Linked DNA regions of Rattus norvegicus: region 1 is linked to region 2. A link is a contact called in public Hi-C data. All regions are on one chromosome and are shown on one strand. Each heading gives the region's core, a stretch centred on a gene start, on an enhancer-like site or on the middle of the called end of the contact. The rest is flanking DNA. Distances are from core to core; before and after follow the strand shown. Region 1 has its middle 20 kb from the start of Klrb1b. Region 2 holds the start of Fkbp4 (FKBP prolyl isomerase 4).

Region 1 (3,277 bases), core at 399-2,898, 270 kb before region 2:
GGGAAAACCTGTGTCCTGGTGCTTTAGAGGGGTTCAGGATTTTATAGAAGCCAACAGTTCCGAGGCGTTAGACTTTTAAAGAGACAGTAGACAATTAAAATGCTGAAAGAAATTAAGACTGTGGGACTTCTAAAGACATACTATGTTTTCTATTGTGGTATTAATATTAACATTACATCTTGGAGACAAACAAGAAAGGAAAAATTATGGCTTTGTAGGTCAAGTTGGCAAGGGGTTAATTTTGCAGGTCAGTTTTTTGTTTGTTTGGTTGGTTGTTTGGTTGTTTGTTTGTTTGGTTGGTTGGTTTTGGTTTTGGTCACCTTGACGCAAGATGGTTAGCTGGGGACTGGAGGGGGCAAGGAACATCAATTGAGAAAATGTCCCCATTAAAATGTGCTGTAGGCCTGCCTGCCAGGGTCCTTTCTTGAAAGCTGTTAGATGACGGCGTGGGCTGTGACTAGCACACTGGGTGAGGTTTTATCCCAGGCCCGGTGACCATGGAAAGAATAAGAAAGCACACTGAGAAGAAAGTTTTGGGCAGCAAGGTTGAAAGCAGTGTTCTGTCAGGGCCTCCCGGTTCCTGCCTGGAGTTCCTGCCCTCAGTTCCTCAGTGAGGGAGTATGATTAGGACACATAACCCAACTTGTATTTGGTCCTGGTGTTTTCTCAGACCTGTAGAAAGCAAACTAAGACAAGGAAGGTTCAACCACTATTTTCAAAAGAAGGGAAAGAACATGATGAGGAGGGAAGGGGGGACAAAGAAATAGAGATTCCGGTGTGGCCTCAGCAGCAATGGGGAAAGGGAGAAAATGCACCAGGTGAAAGAGGTCATCACACTAAGGGACTAGGGCAGAAGCCAGAGCAGAAATCCGAAGGTCGAGTGCAGGGAGGGTGTGGAGCAGCAGAGGTGTGGGCGGGCAGATCTCTTTGTCTGGGTGTTCGCTGAGCCCACACTGCGAGCCCTGAAGTTCATGTCAAGAACATCAGGCAAAAGAGCAAGGGTGTAAAGCAGCCAGAGTTCTCTGAGTTCTCTGAGTCTTTGAGCATCTGTGTGTAAAACTGAAATTGACTTTCAATTCAGTTAATTGAAATTCAGGGCGTTTCAGAGAATTTCAGGGCAGCTAAATTGGTAAGGCTCGGCGCTGAGAATTAAATCTGAATTAAAGTCTCACCGGTGAGGAATAGATTCTGTTTTTGTTTTTTGTTTAACATGGTCTTTATATGTGTGCGAGGGTGCGGTGTGGGACAAAAAAGGTGGCTGGAGAGACAGCCGTGGGTGCTGGGAACCGAACTCTTATATTTTTGGTTGTGAGCCTAGCCTTTAACGGCTGAGCCATCTCTCCAGCCCGACGCCGCCTCGCATTCTTTCTGTGAAGTAACTAACTAGGCGTTGCGCAACCACCCCTCCGCCGAGTACATTCTTGTTCCCAATTCCAAACAACTCTGATTCGTTTTTCCTGGGCATAAAACCGAACATTCCAGGAGAAAAGAACCGAACTATTTGCAGCAAACATTTTGCTCTGAACAGTGACTGACGACTCATTATGGTGCAGGACTGGAGAAAATAAACCAAAGGGGCGCGAGAGGGCCGAGCAGGCGGATTGTAGAGAGGAGAGAAAGCCTATCCGGGAGAGAGGGTTGTGGACTACAGGCGTGAGGGTCGGGCCTGTGCATGGATAAGTGTGAGTTGCAGTGTGGAGCGGAGCCCGTGGGGCTGGAGAAGCTCGTACGGGTTGGGGTGCGGGTACTCGATCAGATTCCAGGCGGAAGAAGCATAAGAAACGGCCTTGGGGCGCTTGGAGGTGTAGTGTAGCCCCAGATTTGTGTGTTTTTGTTGAAACTAGGAGAAAAAAAAAAGTGTAGACCAGGCTGGTCTCGAACTCCAGATCCTCCTGCCTCTGCCTCCTTCAGCAAATCCTACCGGCCTGCGCCACCAGAACCGGCGAGAAAGCGTTTGCAAATTGTTCTATTGAAGCATCCCCTTAGTGACGCAAGCTAACGGGTATTTAGCGAAAGAATCGTAGTGGCAGCACTCCGACCTTTCCACCGTCTCCACTGGTCTTACACACACTCTCCGCTGAGCTCCGGCTTCACGCCCGCCGCCCTCACAGAACGAACCACAACCGCACAATCCCGGAAGGTCCTTCCCTCCCTGCGCCCCCCGCGGGTCAAAACAGGAAACTCAGTCCAGCACCGCAAGGCGGGGATGACTGACAATTTTTAAAACTCAATCCTCCCGCAACCAGCTGGGGCCACTTAGCACTTGGAAGCTTGACTCTGACTTCCATCCCTGAGGAAAGGCTGGGTCAGGGTGGGAATAGAACTCGACATGGAAATAAAATAGTGCGTGGACATCGCTGATTCTTGCCCACTGGTCCCCCAGATCGCCAAAATATTCACCTTCCTTTAGTGGTAGACACCCCCTTCAAGGTGCCCATCAGCTCGGGAGGACCGCCTCACCCCCTGCTTTAAGAGTAGTCCTTGCCCCAGGGTGCGTTCATCTGGATATCCACCCATTTGTCCACCCTGAACTTGGCTGTAGCAAGATATTAAAGAACGTGAGCAAGGTTCTTTACACCCATGGGTAAACAGTGGGACAAAAATCCAGTTCTTCTGTTTTAGTTCTGATAAGTTCTTTCTGGGCCCCCGGAGATGGCGTGAGAAGGCAGAGTGCTTGCTGCTGAGCAAAGCTTCCCCTTAACATTGAGCAATGAGAGACTAAAAGACTGAGAGAGAGAGAGAGAGAGAGAGAGAGAGAGAGAGAGAGAGAGAGAGAGAGAGAGAGAGAGAGAGAGAGAGAGAAGAGAGACAGAGAGAGAGAGACAGAGAGAGAGACAGAGAGAGAGACAGAGAGAGAGAGACAGAGAGAGAGACAGAGAGAGAGACAGAGAGAGAGAGACAGAGAGACAGAGAGAGAGAGACAGAGACAGAGAGAGACAGAGACAGAGAGAGACAGAGACACAGAGACAGAGACACAGAGACAGAGACACAGAGAGACTGGTGGGAGAGAACTGGAGACTCCACATCTGTGGAAGGAGAACCAGAATGGAATTATTCTTCTCCACCTTATCAGAGCAGACAACATTGACAAAGCTACCATCTGCCTGTGGATCGTGGAATGAAGTAGAGGCAAAACAGGGACTCCAAGCAACTTCAATGGGCACACTGAGGATTCCTATGTGTTTGAAAGGAAGTCTCCGGTTCTCTCTCTCTCTCTCTCTCTCTCTCTCTCTCTCTCTCTCTCTCTCTGTGTGTGTGTGTGTGTGTGTGTGTGTGG
Region 2 (3,247 bases), core at 428-2,927:
GCTTCTCCATCACAACTTGCTGTGCCAGATAACACCCCAGGGTCAACCAAAGTCTCTCCCACAATCAACAGGTATATAGGAGAGCAACAGAGAGTTAAGTACCGTGTGCAAGCCAGTGGTATACAAGAGCCCTCCCTACTGGAGTAGCCACTCACTCCCTTCCATATTCTTTGGCAGTGTCTCTAGCCACCAAAGGAGTCTTAGATTGTGGTTAAACTCGTAAGACTATAAATTGCTGGAAAGAATGGGTTACTTCTACATCCCGTTCGACAGTCCAGCAGAAGGGACTACAATAAAATATTTAACATGCTTAAACCATTATAATAAGAGTTATTATTATTATTATTATTATTATTATTATTATTATTATTATTATTTCACTCCTCTGGGAGGAATAATAGGGCACAAGTGTGGATGTCAAAAGACAACGTTGAAGGACTTTTCCCAACATTGTGGGTGTTAGGGATCAAACCTAGGTTCAAAAGCACAATCTCGCAGGCCCCATATAATAAACAGCCTGTTGCCTACTTAATGCCATCTCTGGCTTAGTACAACGAACGGCATCATGCTGGGCACATGGAGACGGAAAAAGTTCATTACACTGGAGTGAAAATTCACAAAGCCAATAATACAATAGGTAGATCTGGTAGCACTCACCAGGCTCTATGTATAACTGTGGTACTATCCGGCTGGGCAGTCAGGACCTCTCCAGACAGATCTTCCATCAAGTCAGCAGACCAAGCCATCACTGTTTCAGTAATCAGAACTTCATGGTTTTAGCCACACGGACTCGGAACTCCACAAGCATCTCTTAGGAGCATCAGGTTGAGAAGAAAAGGTTCCTTCACCTTTAGTAAAGGGGGAAAGGGGAATTTTTTTTCCATGTGTGCTAAAACTATTTTGTGCTCCAGTACTAAACAAAAAAGGCTAATTAGTATGGTGGGAGAAAACGTATTTTTACACACGTACCCCACTTACAAGTCTTTGTCTCTTACATATCTGCTCATGGTATTTTAGAAAGCAACTCATGCGGTGGGCCTGCCAGGCTGCAGAGAGGGCAAAGTTGTGTCCAATTTGTGCACCTGGGCTAAACTGTTCCCTCCTGGGCCCACGCTTTCACTCCCTGGACCTCTCTTCCCACACTACTCAAGTGCCCACGCCTGGGACCATAGGCATCGGCCGCACAGTCAGGGGAGGCCGACCTTTGCCACTTCACATCTGGCTGTCTCCAGCTATTACACTGTGGGCCTGGGTGCACAGGGCGGGCCACCAGACAGGCCCAGACTTGGGAGTCCTGAGGATGGAGAAGGATCTGGAAAAATCTGCTAGCCGCGGGCGGAGGGGGTGGGGGTGGGGAGGGACGACATAAGGAAGACTGTGATCTTCAAAATCCCAGAGGTCCTAGTGTTGGAGAGGAGGGCACCCCTAAAAGCTATCAACCAGAGAAGCAAATCTTAACAAAAACAATGTAAAAACAAAAAACCAAACCGCTCCAATACCCTCAGCCCAAGAGCCCCAACCCGTTTAACCGCTTCTCTAGAAAGTTCTCCGCTCCCGCCCCTCTGCAGCCGGGCTCGTGCCGCTCCTCCCTGCCCCGCCCCCGAGGCAGATAGGACCAATTGCGGACGGAGACGCGCCGCGCGGGCCCGCCCCTCGGCGTCGCCCTACTCCGCAGCCGCCGGCGAGCGCGCGGAGAGCCCGGTGCGCGAGCCTGGAGCGCGGTTCGAGGTGGGCAGCGCTGCCTTCCGCTGCACGCCACCCCGCCGCTCATCCCGGTCGGCGGCCAGAGTGCCGGGCTCGCGCTCGCCCCACTCCCGCAGCCAACGGTGCGCCCAGCGGCCATGACCGCCGAGGAGATGAAGGTGGCGGAGAACGGGGCGCAATCGGCGCCCCTGCCTCTCGAAGGAGTGGACATCAGCCCCAAGCAGGACGAGGGCGTGCTCAAGGTGAGGGGGCCGTGGAACCCTCGGCTGCAGGCTCAAGGGCCTCAGGGGTATCGTGGCCGGAGGGTGGGGGAATTCGTCTTCCCTACGCGGGCTGCAGCCCTGAAGACCGCACGGCGGCTGCACGCTCCTGAGGGTGCGGCCCCGGTCCGGGAAGGATCCCCCAGTGCAACGCCAACTCGAGCCGGCTGCACTGTGCGGCTGAGAGGGGCGGAGCGGAGCGCGAGAGCCACAGCCAGGGGCCCGGGCGGGGCGCACGAGGCCCGGACGTGCCGAGGGACTCGGGCCTCGCCTCCCGGGAACCCCTCGGCTGCAGCGTGCGCCGGCCACCTGGACGAAGGTGCTCCAGGGCTCGCCCACTTGAAAGTTAAACATTAGCTAGAACCAAAAACGGCTCCCGGGAGCAGGTTCCTGGCCCAAAGCTCATTGTGCTTTTCCGCGCCCCTTTTGCAATCGCTGAGATCCAGCGAGGTCACGGGCTCGGCCATGCTGTGCCCCCTTTCTCGGCCCGGGGAGAGCGAGAGCGATGCATGCCGGGACCTGTAGTTCCTCGCCTGTCCCTCCTGAGTCTTTCTGAGTTGGGGGTACCGGGTGCTAACCGTGGGGGAGGTGCATTGCCCTGGAGCCAGCGGCTCACTAATCGCCTGACTGCAAATAGCCCGAGGAGCGAGGGGGAGGGCGCCCTGACCCAGGTCAGGACAATGGGCGCCGGTTCAGAGCAGGTTCTGCCAGCAGTCCAGGACGTTGAAATCCTAACCCACATTGCATGTCTCCCTGCATCGATTGTTTCTCCTCCTCCGTGTGTCCCATCTCTCGGCTCCTAGTGTGTGTGGCTTGTGCAAAGCAGACCTTAGGGAGCCTTGTTAGCCCAGAAATGCTCTTGTCTTTTTTTTTTTTTTTTTTTTTTACCTTAGCTCTATCTAGCTGCTCCTGGTGAACATGTGGCCCTTCTTTGCACTAGGTTCTAATCCCCAGAGGGAGTCAATTCCTCTTTTATGCTCCATTGCTTCCAGGACCCTGTACATCCTTATGAAGGAAGCTTTCCCTTAGAGGATAGTCCCACATCCACCTATTGGCCTGCCCATGGGGTCACCATATATATATACAAATAAATATTAAGCAGAAGTAGATGCCTGCCTATACATGCATGGGAGGTAAAGGACCCCTTAGCTTGCCAGTCAGGTAGTTTCCTTTCCCATGTCTAATTTCCAGCACCTGATACACCAGAGCCATTGTGCCCGTCTGTAATCTGGCCCTTGCTTTTCCCAGTTTTGAGCAGATCTGTTCTTTTCATTACTCCTGTT

Evidence for each region. A called contact is a pair of places that touch in the nucleus more often than the background predicts.
Region 1: a Hi-C map of frontal cortex shows a contact between it and region 2, with 2.4 times the contacts expected there. The contact joins the enhancer-like site here to the promoter of Fkbp4 in region 2. A contact is called at or near these places in 4 of 12 Hi-C or Micro-C datasets (the A7r5 cell line, frontal cortex, mammary epithelial cells and 1 more) and 1 of 1 datasets of contacts at active chromatin or transcription factors (oligodendrocytes).

What each region holds. Positions count from the first base shown.
Region 1 is chr4:163,666,297-163,669,573 of GRCr8, reverse strand. No RefSeq gene overlaps it. Among named protein-coding and RNA genes, the nearest start is that of Klrb1b, 20 kb to the right of the region's middle. Within about 2 kb of position 1,648, at least 92 of the 93 cell types and tissues checked have an H3K27ac peak or open chromatin away from gene starts, as enhancers often do. A contact at or near this core is called in the A7r5 cell line, where this site is marked.
Region 2 is chr4:163,396,348-163,399,594 of GRCr8, reverse strand. It overlaps Fkbp4 (FKBP prolyl isomerase 4), which reads left to right and starts at 1,677. Exons shown (of 10, transcript NM_001191863.1): 1 at 1,677-1,946. The coding sequence starts at 1,842. It overlaps LOC102554670 (a long non-coding RNA gene), which reads right to left and starts at 1,614. Exons shown (of 3, transcript XR_005503974.2): 1 at 970-1,614; 2 at 658-848.